Linked DNA regions of Mus musculus: region 2 is linked to region 1. Evidence: chromatin contacts called from public Hi-C data. All regions are on one chromosome and are shown on one strand. The core of a region is the stretch at or near the end of the contact, and the rest is flanking DNA. Distances in the headings are between cores, read along the strand shown.

Evidence for each region. Hi-C and Micro-C count contacts between places; a contact is called where the count stands out from the background.
Region 2: a Hi-C map of embryonic stem cells shows a contact between it and region 1, with 2.0 times the contacts expected there. The contact joins the promoter of Ap1b1 here to the promoter of Cabp7 in region 1. A contact is called at or near these places in 2 of 39 promoter capture datasets (erythroid cells and hippocampal neurons), 9 of 484 Hi-C or Micro-C datasets (the G1E-ER4 cell line, embryonic stem cells and stem cell-derived germline stem cell-like cells), 3 of 115 datasets of contacts at active chromatin or transcription factors (embryonic stem cells and pancreatic cancer cells) and 1 of 9 other capture datasets (pancreatic islet).

What each region holds. Positions count from the first base shown.
Region 1 is chr11:4,742,827-4,749,277 of GRCm38.p6, reverse strand. It overlaps Cabp7 (calcium binding protein 7), which reads left to right and starts at 2,099. Exons shown (of 5, transcript NM_138948.4): 1 at 2,099-2,659. The coding sequence starts at 2,551. Gm35102 (a long non-coding RNA gene) reads right to left here and starts at 3,452. Exons shown (of 4, transcript XR_003949631.1): 1 at 2,700-3,452; 2 at 1,793-1,960; 3 at 1,454-1,506; 4 at 1-1,349.
Region 2 is chr11:4,982,613-4,989,516 of GRCm38.p6, reverse strand. It overlaps Ap1b1 (adaptor protein complex AP-1, beta 1 subunit), which reads right to left and starts at 2,693. Exons shown (of 21, transcript NM_007454.3): 1 at 2,466-2,693.

The sequences.
Region 1 (6,451 bases), core at 850-3,349:
ACTTTGATCTGGAGGCTACCTGCCCTGGGGAGTACCCTGGTCACATGACTGGACACCTTGACCCTTTGGATTCGGACCAAGGTTAATGTCCGGGGTGGGGGCAGCCCCTGAATCCAGGGACACCTGTACCTTCAGCAGACTCCCAGGGCCTGGTCTGTGAAGGATTCCCACTTGATTAGTTCTTGATTTCTTTTTGCCCCTTCTTTTGAGATTTCCCTGGCTGGGCAGCTAGGCTTCAGGGAAGCCTCCCAAGAACGCTCCAAGAGAGAGTGTTTCCTGCCAGTCTGATAGCAGACTCCAGCTCTCTCCCTTAGCCCAATAGCAAACTGTCTGGAAAGGCTTAGCAAGTAAGGTGCTTGCAGATCACCCCTACAACACCCCCCAGTGACTGTTCTTATTCCCATGGAAGAATTCCCATACTAATGGGAAACTCCCAAGAGATTCAGGGCGCATCATCAGGCACCTTCCATGTTAAGTCGCTTCATCCTCACCTCTGCCCAGGAAATAACATAGAGGCCCTGAGAGGTTAAGGGGTATGGCTAAGGTCCCATTGAAACAAGGTGGTAGATGCAAGAGCCCAGGGCTCGCTGGGTTGGCGGCTAGTTCTTCCTGCGTCACAGCTCTGTTCTATCAGAAATCTTAAAGGAGCATAAGCACCCAGCTGACCTGATGGATGCTCAAGTGCGCAAGAAGAGCTTTGGGGATGGGTGCTTCTCAGGGGCTCTTACGACTCCAACTATAGGTCTGAATAGATAGCAACTGGCCAGAAGCCTGGAACAGACATTCAGATGGGAGCCAGGGTTTGTCTGGCTTCTCTACAGGTTTCACATGCCTATGAGAAACCCAGAGCCCTAGACAAGTCCTAAAGGTTCAGGCCTGCCTTGGCCCAGGGTGGCTGGGGGTGTTGTCTCTCACTGAGCCCCTCTCTCCCGGCGCCAAGACAGGGCTATGATTAATCAGCGACAAAAGCAGAAACAAGCAGAAAAATGTAATCAGCCAGGGAAGGGCATGGCCAGGCTGTGGCAATCAGCTTTCCTGCTGGGGCCTTTGGCTGATTGGACCCAAGGGGGCAGGGAGATAGTTCAGATGAGGGTTCCAGGAATGAGACTGAGGCCAGCTGAGGCCCACCCAGGCCAGGGGCTCACCAGATCCCATAATTGTACACGGAGACACACACATCTGTGCTCGGATACGCATAGCACTCCCAGCCCAAGGGCCTTCGCACCTGCCCACACCTGCTTCCGGGCTTCTGCCCTTCGCTGCCAGCTCACAGCTCACATGTAGGTGGCCGTGCACAGTTCAAACACTCTCATCTGCAAGTGGGTTTGAAAACGTATCTTCACAGTGTCCTGAACGAAAGATGAAGAGAAACGCATGCACATGCTGCCCCCCCCTCCAGACACCTACCCCCACCCCCATAGAACACATGCTAAGGACCGGAGGAAGGTCTAACCTGCAGCCATGTGACCAACAGGCTCTGGGTCGTCTGCCTCCTCCTCATGGCCCCTGGGGACATGAGACAGACCTTGGCTCCTGCTCTGCAAACTGAGAGGCAAGGGCTCAGGAAGGAGCCAGGACAACAGCCCTTTGTGGGATCAAGTCAACTGCTGGTGTCAGCCACAGGCCAGCGGAGTCTCCTGCAGATCTGTGCTTGGCCTCTGCCTGCTGGCCCTGCCTGGTGACCTTGGCCAATGTCCTTTTCTAAGCCTCAGTTTCCCCACCTTGGAGCCTCTCCTGGCACCAACTTGAGGATTACTGGTCCTGAGGACCCTCGCGCCTGGAGCAACCTCACCTTTCTGGGTCTCTAGTCGTTAGTTCTCAGCTCTCCGCTCTCGCTGGGGGAGGGTTAGTGGAGGCAGGTGGGATAGGGGGTACAAGGAACGGCTCCACCCCTGGTCCACACCACCCGGGTCCTGCTGGCTGCTAACGTGGGGTGCGGGAGACAGCAATCCGAAGCAGACTGGGGGAAAAGCAGAGTCGGGGAGAACCAGAGAAGGCGCCCGGGAGGGCTTGGGGTGGCCGCTCAGGGGCCGGCAGCGGGAAGGGGCGGGGGCGGGAGGGGCGGGCGGGGGAGGCGGGAGCGCGGCGAGCGCCGCACAGAGCAAGCGAGCGAGCGAGTGAGGAGTGCAGGCGGCGGCGGCGGCGGCGGTGGCGGCGGCGGCGGTGGCGGCGGCGGCGGTGGCGGCAGCGGCGGGAGCCGGAGCGGCGGGTCGGGCAGCCGCACCAGCGAGCGGACGAGCGGGCGGCGAGCAACGCGGAGCGCGCGGAGGGAGCGCAGCGCGCAGCGGTCCGAGCCAAGAGGCCGGAGCGGCGCCGCCCCCGCCATCCCTGCGAGCCCCCGGCCGGGATCCCAACGAAGGAGCCGGCGGCATGGCCCGACAGCCCGGGGCGCAGGGGCGCTAGGTCCCGGACGGGTGCCCATTGCCTCGCCGCCGCCACTGCGCGCCGCACCGCGCGCACCGCCCGCTCCAGCCGCCCCCGGGGCCGCCGGCGGCCCATGAGCCCCGGCCTCAAAGTTTGCGGCGGGCGGGCGGGCGCGGAGCCTCCAAGATGCCGTTCCACCCGGTGACGGCGGCGTTGATGTACCGGGGCATCTACACCGTGCCCAACCTGCTGTCGGAGCAGCGCCCGGTGGATATCCCTGAGGACGAGCTAGAGGGTGAGTGCCCTGCCGGGACCCCTGCCACGAGCCCTCCTACCTGTGCGCCCTGGTGCCGCGCTGGCCCGGGGAGCCCGGGACCCTGCTGCGCGACTCGGATGAGCGGCTACGCGGGAGGCGGGACGGCCGGGTGGCCCCGGGCGCCGCGGTGGGGGTCGCCGCGGCGCAGGAGCAGCCCGGCCCCTGCCCGCGTGGCCCCCAGCGCTGCGGAAACTTGCGGGGCCCCGCAGCGGGGTCACTGGGCCGCGTGGCCGGCGGTGACGGTGCGGCAAGGCGGCGGGGGCTGAAGTGGAGAGTCCGAGCTGTTGCCCCCCGCGCCCGCCACCGGAGCGTCCGCATCCTGATCCCTTCCGCGGCGCCCGCCCGTGGCTCTGCGCTCCTATTGACATTCCGCTCGTGTCGCGTTGAGAATCCAATCTGCTCCGGCAGTGGGAGAAGGGGAGAGAGGGCGACTGCCCCGCTCTTGCTGGGTGCAGGGCTACCCCCATCCCCTTCTGCGGCCCTGCGAGGGACCCCCCACCCGTGCGCTGCCGAGGCAGCTGGGAGGCGTTGGCGACAACAAGTGGCCGGATTGGGAGGCTCGGTCGCGATAGCAAAAGCCTGGAAGGAAAGGCAGAGGCCGGAACCTAAACCTCCCCCCGACCCTAGTCCCCGTGCCTTTCGGGAATAGGGACCGCACGCAGGCAGTTGGCTATTGAAGATCAGAGCAGCAGGCCGAGGCTGGGGTTCCTGGATTGAGTGTCCTGGGGCGCAGTGAGACCCCTGGGGCCTTCCTAGCTTTTTCTCTGCTGAGATTGGGGGCGGGGGTGTGCTCAAGATTCCCCTCCCCCCAGGCCTCTTGAGGCCCCATATGGAGTGGAGTCGGAGACTCTGAGCTGATGGGAGTCTTGGTCCCTTAGGGTGTTTGTCGGCTGCTGGGGGAGGGGTTGAGATTACCCAGATGATGGGCCTGTCTCCGGTCTCTGTAGTCAAGGGGTCTCAGCTTTGGGGTCCCACTTGGGCTCATAGGAGTGAGTTGGAGTGACCAACATAGGAAAGGATACTAGTGGGAGCCCAGGGGAAGCCATTCGGGAAGTCTGTCCTCAGCCCAGGCCTGGTCTGGGGCAAATTTTGGGCGAGTAGACAGTGGAGAGAGAGAGAAAGGGTGCAACTGCCATGCTCACTGCACCACAGTCCACCAGACACCCACTTCCCACACCCCCCATGAACTCAGAAGCAGGAAAAGTCGCAGAGGGGCTCTCAGCCCCAACAGTGGAGGCACAGATGGAAGGATGTGTGCTTAGTCTATACCCCGGAAACCCCAGGTCCTGTCCTGTCTGGACCAAAGCAGAGCCTCCTCCAGGTTGAGGGGAAGAGATGGGGCCCGGGAGGGGTGCAGGGCGCAGGCCAGTTTCCCTTTCCTTTACTGCCTTTAATTCTGAGCCACGCAGAAGCGTCCATCCACCCCTTTCTCTCCACTCTTGGGACAGAGGCGGCATGTCTCCCCAGAGAGATCCAGCCTCCTTTCCCCTGCTCCCAGCACCCCCCACATAACCTGGCCCCATGACTCCAGGTCTCACTGGATCCCCAGTCAGGCTATCGAGAAGCTGAGAGAGACAGTCGTGCAGGGGTGAGAAGCGCCAGGGTGGGCAATGCAAGGGCAAGGAGGCCCACGCTCCCTCCGAGCCATCCCGTGGTCATGCTGGCAGAAGCCCAGTGCTGTTAGTCACCATCACATCAAATACACTCCCTGCTTCTCTCTGGTCCCCTTTGGACTAGAGGAGGGGCCCTGGTGCAGGGGGCACCTGAAGGACAGGGCCATCCCTGTGACTGGCAGGTGGAGGGCACAGAGCCAGCAGATGCCTATGGGCATCTACACATTAAGGCAGTAAGTTCTCCAGACCCCTCCTTGGCTGAAAACCAGGTTCTGGGCTCCCTGCAGTGGGTCTTGAATGCCAGGGCTGGGTGCAGAGCGGCTGTCCTTCATACAGATGCCACTTTTGGTTCCTTAACTTCTCCAGTACACACTACTCTTCCTGTCCCCGGGCAGTCTGGGTAAGACCCAGGCCCTGTTGGCTGGAAGGGATCAGTGAAGCAGCCCATAGACTAGACAAGGGAGTCGGTGACCTGGGGTGAAATGCTGCAGACACCTCGTGCTGCCTGCTGCAGAAATCCAGGGGGCGGTCAGTCTGCATGGGGGAGGAGGACCAGAAGCAGCAAGGGAAGAGTAGAATGTGGGGGTGAGAGGAGAAGAGTCAGGCAGTACTGGGTTCGAGTCTCTACACCCTGGGCTCAGGGAGTGAACTTGGACTCTCCCTCTCAGAGTTCGCCTCTCAGAGTCTTGCTTTCCCCATCAATAAAAGGGGATTGGCACTGTTGTCACCCGGACGGATGGCACTGTTGTCACCTGGACGGATGGTGGCCGAGAATGCTGTGGGAGTACTCAGCACAGGGCCTGGCCATGGGGGCTGAGGACCCAAATGTAGGAAGAGCACTCCAGACTCACGAGCTTGAAGCAGGCTTCGCAGCAGGGCAGCAAAGGGCATGAGTATTGGGCCAAGGAGGCAAGCTGAGGACCAGGACTGCAGAACTTGAGGTCCTAGAGAGGAAGGGGCTAGGCAGAGTGGGCTAGGCAGAGTTAACTTGGAGGCCCACCCAGCCCCATGTACGAGAGGCAAGGGTGCTCCCACATTCCTCCTGAATATATCACACCATGGCTGGAACATAACCACTTTCTAAAATGCATCCAAGTGGGGACCTCCAGCAACACTGAGACAGTGTGCTCACCTAGACAGTAGGGTCCAGCATGCAAAGGCAGGGATGGGACTGGCTTCCTGAAAGAGAGAAGCAGCTAGACACAAGGCTGGGTTCTGGAATGGAATGAGGAGCCTCTGTTGAGGGTGGCCAGTTGGGGACCACTGGGGAGCCCCCTTTTCTGCCCTTGCTTCCTGAATCCCAAGCCCGGCAGCTGCCTCTGCACAGGCCAGAAATTCAAGGATGGAGGATTGGGGCGCAGAGCCAATGCTGCGGAGAATGGCAGCCACCATAGAGGGTGACTACTGCCCCTTCCAGTGTTCCCTCTCTGTCCAGACTCAAACTCTCCGGCTCAGTGCTGCATCCTTTTGGGTCTGCAGAAGACGTCAGTCCCAGTGCAGCTCCACAAGTTGGGAGGGTCTGGGAATCTCATGTTAAAAACGGAAGGTAGGGGACAAGATCAGCCTGGAAACCTAGAGGCCCTGCCAGCCCATTTCCAGGCCAGACATCCCCATGCCAAGATGAAGCACAAGTTTTGCCTGGCCTCCCTCATGGGGCCGCGAGGGAGCAAGGCTTTCGGGGAATACATCTAGTAGTGATTGTCTACGGCATACAGTGACAGGGCATCCTGACACCCACCCCCCGTGGGGCCCTTAGCAGAGGCTAGACCTCAGCCATGGAACAAGATTTCATCCTACTTCACAGCCGAGGCATCAGAGATTCAGAGGGAAATAAGTGTCTTGCCCAGGTCGCTTGGCTGCTGAGCAGGAGAACCAGACAGAATTCAAGGCCGGGCTTTGAGTTCTGGTCCCAGCTATCAGGCAGGCCAGTGAGGCATCCCACCCAGGCTTGCCCCAGACTTCCCCTTCCTCCCGCACTGCCATCAGAGATGGTCTGATTTACAAGGCTCACCTTGGGTGATTCTTCTCACTTAATCATTGCAGAAAGTTCCATTGCATAAGTAAACAGCAACATCACACCAGAGCTGGGATTCAAACCTGGGTCTGGGATATCAGAATACTTCTCTGGCTGAGAAGACGATGCCTGAACTGGACCTCT
Region 2 (6,904 bases), core at 1,444-3,943, 240 kb before region 1:
ATATCTTAGGAAAAAAGACCTGTTGAGAAACAGAAGTGCCTTCAAGGGACAAGTACCCCTCAGCCATCTGAAGCACATCAACTATAAACCATGCCTGCTTCCTGTCAGCACTGCAGGCTCGGGTGCCAGAGTGGGGGGAAGTGAGCAGTCAGATATGCAGAAGATGAAAGTCCAACCCAGGCCAAGCTAGACTCACAACAAACTGTTCTCAACTACTTTTAGGAAGAGAAGTGAGATGAGCGGGAGAGGTCCTTAGTATTTAAAGGTCTAGTCGGAGAAGGAAGCAATAAGGAACCTTACAGGGCAGACAGCCTTCCTCAGACACAGGACCCAGCAGGTACCATGGCTCAGGGTCAACAGTAATGTGCTCTGCAAGATATCCTCACCCAACACCTCAGACACTGGATGGAGGTGCTCAGCAGTGCTTTCTTAGGACCATTCTGAGACAAGGTCTTTTTATGTAGCCATGGCTGGTACTTACCATGCAGATCACGCGGGCCTCCTCCCAGCTCAGCTTTATGAGTGCTGACTGGGGCTGCAGGCATGGACCACCACGTCTCCCCAAAACCCTTATTTTTCTTGGTGCTGGGAATAGAAACCAGCCTTGCAAACGCTGGGGAAGTGCTCTACCACCGTATCTACATATTTTATTAGGATAGAAACCCTGCTGAAGTTGAGTTATCCAGGTCACACAACTGGGAAGCTGCTGACCTGGGGCTAGAGCCAGGAGCTGACTGGCAGGGAGTGAGTGCTCATTCCTCTGGACCTCTGAGCCCTTCAGACTACTCGGTGTGAAGCTTCCAGTCAACCCACACTCATCAGATGATCTCTACAGAGACACGGAAGGTCTGATTCTTGGGGACTAGCAAAGCCCTCTTGACAGTTCCTAAGACGCAGACCTCTGTTTATGCCCCTACAAGTTGCTTTATCTTCAATTATCCCTTGGAAGGATAGGGATAAGGTGACATTATTAAGTTTCTGTGAATCCAATGGGACTAGAAAAACATCACAGAGCTCATGACAGACAGACAGACAGACAGACAGAGGAGCTAGCTGGGTGTGGTGGTTCAGCTCTGTAATCAATCCTAGAACTTGGGAGTCTAAGGCAAAAGGGCTGCTATGAATTCAAGACACATGAGATATCCTGGCCAGACTGGGACAGAGTGAGACTGGAAAAAAAAAAGGCAATTAATGTAACATTTTTACTTACTACTTTTTTCCAAAAGAGCAAGGAAACTTTCACAGGCTCATTTCAGTTCCTTGCACTCAAGAGGAAGTAGGAAGATAGTAAGTCTCTCTTGTGTTGCTGTCAGGGAAACTAAGGTATAAGGAAGGAGCAACAAAATGTCTCTAAAGGAAAAGAGGCTCACACCCCAGGTACCAAGTCGCCTTCCCATCTCCCACGCAGACCAGTCATCCCAGGCACCATGACAGGCCAAAGGCCATCCTGTGGGCCTGTTCCCCTAGAACCTAGGACCAAAAGATCCCCCAAGGGGCCCCGTTGTTCCCCTCTTTACTGCAAAACGAATAAAGTGCAAACGGGATGAAGGGGTTGTCTGGATATCAATTCCAAGAATAGCCCAATAGGCAGGAAGACCTGAGAGCCAAAACACTGACAAAAACAACCTGGCCGAACAGCCTCCTAAGTTGAAAGTGTATCAACAGCTCCTCCTAAACATCGGATCAGACGACAGGTGAGAAGGCTGCATCCTGACACCAACTCACACAATATATTGGCGACAATATATCAAGTCACTTCTAGACCCCAAGCCAGCTCCAGGTGCCTTTCTCCCCGAGCTTTGAAGGTCTCTGGAGACCTACATAGGAAGCCTGATTTTGCCTCTACTACTCGAATGACCTTCCGTGTGTCATTTAACCTCCCGTGCCTCGGTGTCCTCGCGAGTGAGAGGGGGAAAGCAACAGTAGCTACCTTACAGAGGCAGCTGTGAGCTCAGTACACAAAGTGCTTAGCACAGAGGTTCGAAGTCAGGAAGGGCTGGAGAACCAGTGACAAGACATTCTTGTGGTGTTAGAACTAAGACAAGTGCTCCCATTCTGTCAACGTGTCCCTGAGGATCCAAAGGACGAGGGGCGGGTGGCAGAAGGCCATTTCTAGATGTTTGCCCCGTTTTGGGGGGGCGGCGGCTAAGAGATAAGGCCCTGAACGAGGAGGCCTGAGGTTGGCCGAGGAGTGGGAAGGGACAAGCAGGGCGCAGGGGAGGCCTAAGTGCAGGAGTCTCTCCGAACCGGACTGCGGACCTGAAATGACGGACGGCTTGACGCCGGGCCGCCAAGCCGTCGGGAATGAATGAGCACGCAGGCCTTTCACCTTCGCCCTCTCGCGGCTCGCAACCCTCCAGCGCAGCGTCCTCTCCGTGACCTCTGACCTCGCAGACCCCCCCCACTCCTCGGACCCCTTCGGGTTTGTTTGTTTTCCTATCTCGCCGGGCTGCCTTTTTCCTCACCCACAAATCCAAACGGCTCCGGGTGCCGCGGCTCGGCTCGCTTCAGCAGCAAAATGTCCGCAGCCTCCGCCTCCCTCTCCTCCGGTGCGTCGCAGCAGCCGGCGGCTCCAAGCTCCACGGCTGTCACCTGCCGAGCGGAAGTAAGAGGCCCGTGCGCGGAACTTCCGGTGGACGCACACCCCGGGGGCGGGGTCGAGGGTGCAACCTGGCGGGAGGGGCTGGGGACCTGTTGGGCGGGGCCTGTGTGGGAAGGGCGGGGCCTTAGCAGAGCCGGCTTTTATGAGAATTGAGGGCCTGGGCGGGCCAAGCGGCTAAGTTCAGGCTGGGATACCCTTGCTCAGAATCCCTGGCCAGGCTCCCTCTCAAACACCATGGAATCGAAAGGGTCTTGGAAGACTTTAAAGTTCATCTCTTTCTGAGTTACAGATGGGAAGACTGAGGCCAACGTTGTCTTAGGAAAAGGGAAAGTCGGAGCTACAAATCTGATCAGCTGCTGGACTGCGCCTGTCTGCTAGGCTAAAACGAGACTTTTTCTGCTGCCCTTGGAAAATTCATTGTTCTAAAAGGAAAACATAAGCTACGTCCAAGACTTCTTATCCAAGGGATACTTCACAGTGAGACCTCAACTGATACAGCCATTTCATTCCTGACTTTGGTCCTATTAATTTTCTCTTTCTAATAGATAACTTGTGTTCATCCCCTTTAAAACATTATAAAACTTCTATTCTAGCATTTTTATTAAACCAATAATATCTGCATTGCAGAAAAAAAGAAATATATTAGTGGGGGCTGGAGAGATGGCTCAGTGATTAAGAACACTGGCTGGTCTTCCAGAGGACCTGAGTTCAGTTCCCAGCAACCACACTGTGGCTTACAACCATCTGTAATGGGATCCCATGCCTTCTTCTAGTGTGTCTGAAGACAGCGACAGTGTTGTACTCATACACACAAAATAAATAATTCTTTTTAAAAAAAAAAGAAATATATTAGTAAGGAAAAAAGGCAAAACCAAAACACGTAGGCTCCTGAGAAAATCGTTTTTTAACACTTGGTTATCCTCCTAGATGTAATATGTCTGCCTTTTTATTTTATTATTTGTGTGTTATTGATTTGAGACAAGCTCTTGCTGTGTAACCCAAGCCAGCCCCATTGTTGAGCTCACAGTGATGTACTATCATGCCTGGTCTATGTAGTGCTGGGATCTAACTCAGAGCTTTTACATCCTATGCAAGCACTCTAACAACTGAATCGCTGTCACCTTGGCTGACCTGGAAACTGAAAAACCAAGCAGAAGTCTGCCTGCCTCTGTCTCACAGTGTTGGGTTTAAAGGTGTGCACAACCACACCCAGCTGTTTTTACATTCTTTAAAGTTTTGTCATAATATAATTATGACAAATTGATAAAATAGTTATGGCAAATTGATAAAATAGACAAAATAGAATTCCAGATGCTGGGGTGAAGAGATGGTTCAGCAGTTAAAAACACTGGCTGCTCTTCCAGATAACAGGGGTTCATTCCCAGAACCCACATGGCAGCTCACAGCACCCACATGGCAGCTCATGGCATCTGTGACTATAGTCCAAGAGGATCTAAAACCCTCTTCTGACCATGCAAGCACAGGTACATGCACATATGAACATAAAATAAAATAAATAAATCTTGCCAAGTAGTGATGGCATACACCTTTAATCCCAGATGGATTCCAAAGTTTGAGACCAGCCTGGTTTACAGACAGAATTTCAGGACATCCAGGGCAAAGGTTAGGCTTGGTGGTGCATGCCAGTAATTCCAGTACTTGGGAAGCAGAGTCAAGTAGATTTCTGTGTGCTCAAAGCCATCCTGGTCTGCATAGAAAATTCCCAAAGTTACAACAGTGAAACCTTGTCTCAATGTCTCAAAGACAAACAAAACAACAACAAAAAGAATACCATTTACCCTTCACCCCGCTTCCCTCAATGGTGACACAGGATAATAGTAACACCCGGAAATTGTCATTGGTAAAATATTTTTGATAAAGTGTCTTGGTTTTAAAAACAGGATTTGTATGAGATTACAGCTGACCTTGCTTAGCCCAGAGAAGAATGTTGAAGAGACAGCCTGTTTCCCAAGATTATCTGTCTTACTTGAAGCAGACAATTCCAGGAAAGGGAGACCACAAACCTGCACATAGCCCCTAAACTGCATGAACTTCCTCAGCCCAAGTCTGCGCCCCTGCCTGCTCCTTATAAAGGGTCTCAGCCAGCTTTTCTCCCTGCTAGACCCTCCATTCCCTCGAGAGAGGCCACTGTATAATAGGTTCCCTGAGAGTAAGCGAGCACTTGATAGTTAGAGCTAACTAACTGAACCATGTCCCCAGCCTTCAGTATATCTGCTCTTTATATAGTATCTACTCCGCGTTACATATTATATACGTCATTCAGCAACATCTTAAAGTATAGAGAAGGATACATTTAGGCACTATGAAAATATCGTATTTCAATATCAGGACCTTGGACCTTCAGGGATTTTGGTCCTGGTACCAAATTCCTGGTAGATAGCAAGATAGACTTAATTTGGACAAATTAAACAGTGTTCTTCACTTCTGTGTCCACTAGAGGGCCCACAAGTGTCATTAGCCACCATCCTCTTTAATCTTATTTTCAGCACGGGCCTTGCAAACGTCCTTCTAGTCCACGTTTCTAGACTTTTCTTTCTATATGGTTATGAATCTGCCATCCCAGTCTCTGCTTACTGCTTTTAATCCTTTAAATCCCTAAAAGTTGTCACAAAGTGACTATGTTAAGGACCTCACTGACAACACCAGCGCCCCCCCACCCCACCCCACCCCCGACCTGCAGAGGCGGACAGCTTCATATCCTTCTGACCCTCATCTTATGGGGCACAGCTGGCAGAGTAGAGGGGCCAGGAGGCCTCTGGGGCTCCCTCCATCCAATACACCATTGCTGGTGTTGACGGGAGCAAAATTCTGTCCAGCTCTTCAGGCTCTCCTGCCACAGGCTGCCTCTCAGAGCTCTCTCCTTGCTCCAGTTCCCTAGGCTGGACCAGTTTCTATTCCACAATTGAAAAGGCCCACGCTAGATCTGGAAATATAGAGCTCAGTGGAACCGTGTTAGTCTAGCATGCTCAAAGCCCTAGTTTCAATCTCCAGTACGAGAGGGGGAGAGAGAGAGAGAGAGAGAGAGAGAGAGAGAGAGAGAGAGAGAGAGAATGAAAATGTCCACCCAGGCTCCAAATCCCTAGGTATGGGAGCTCTGTCCTCAACCTAGAAAACAGGATTACTAAGTCTCCTTGAAAGATCCCTCCTAGAGATAAAGCCTCAGCATTCACGTTCAGTAGCTGATATCTTGATGTTCCTGCTGAATAGGGTCCACTGTTTGCTTTGATATTGTTCTGCTCAGCCACTGTGTGCATGAGCATGTAACTCAGTCTCTTTGAGCCTCAATGTCCCATCAGGAAAATGAGACTAATACCCTATTTTATACAGAGATCAAGAAGATCTAGATAGGAAAAGCTCTTAAGACACAGCTAGCCAGCACTAAGAGTGCCATTTCTAAAGGCACCATGTGTGAGTGGTGCACACGAATATTTCCAGCATTCAGAAGGCAGACTAGGCCAGCCTATACTACATATCAAATTTAAGTCCATCCTGGGCTATTTAGGAAGACCCTGTCACTCAAAAAGAGCAAAGAACCTGTCTATCATGTGTAAGGCCTTGGATTCAATTTCCAGAAAAAAAACAAAACAAAACCCAAAGCAGGCACAAAGAACAGCAATAAGCTCCCACACTGCAGGACTTGTCTGTGCTCCGTGTCTGAGCACTTGTACACTACTGTCAGCCCTGGCCCAGATCCAACTGCAGAGACAGTTCCTCACCTCAGACTGAAACAGTGTGCCGAGGACCAACACCTCCCACTGCCTTCCCTCCTCAGAGTCTGGTAGTCACTGTTCCAGTTTCCTTCTCCCTGCATTTGACCATTCGGAGCACCTTAGACAAAGCTAACCCAATGTGCCAGCAAGTTGTACATCAACTTGACACAAGCTGGAGCCATCTGAGAGGAGGGACTCTCAGTTGAGAAAGTGTCCCCATAAGCTGGAGCTGTAGGCAGGCATGTAGGACAGTTTCTTTTTTTCTTTTCTTTTTTTTTTTTTTTTTGGTTTTTCGAGACAGGATTTCTCTGAGTAGCCCTGGCTGTCCTGGAACTCACTCTGTAGACCAGGCTGGCCTCGAACTCAGAAATCCACCTGCCTCTGCCTCCCGAGTGCTGTGATTAAAGGCGTGCGCCACCACACCCGGCAGGTCAGTTTCTTAATCAGTGATTGTGAGCAGTGCCATCCCTAGGCTGATGGCCCTGGGTGCTATAAGAAAGCCAGCCCCTCCCTGCCTCGCTCCAGCCTCTAGGTTCCTGCCTCATTTGAATTCCTATCTTGCTTCCCTCAG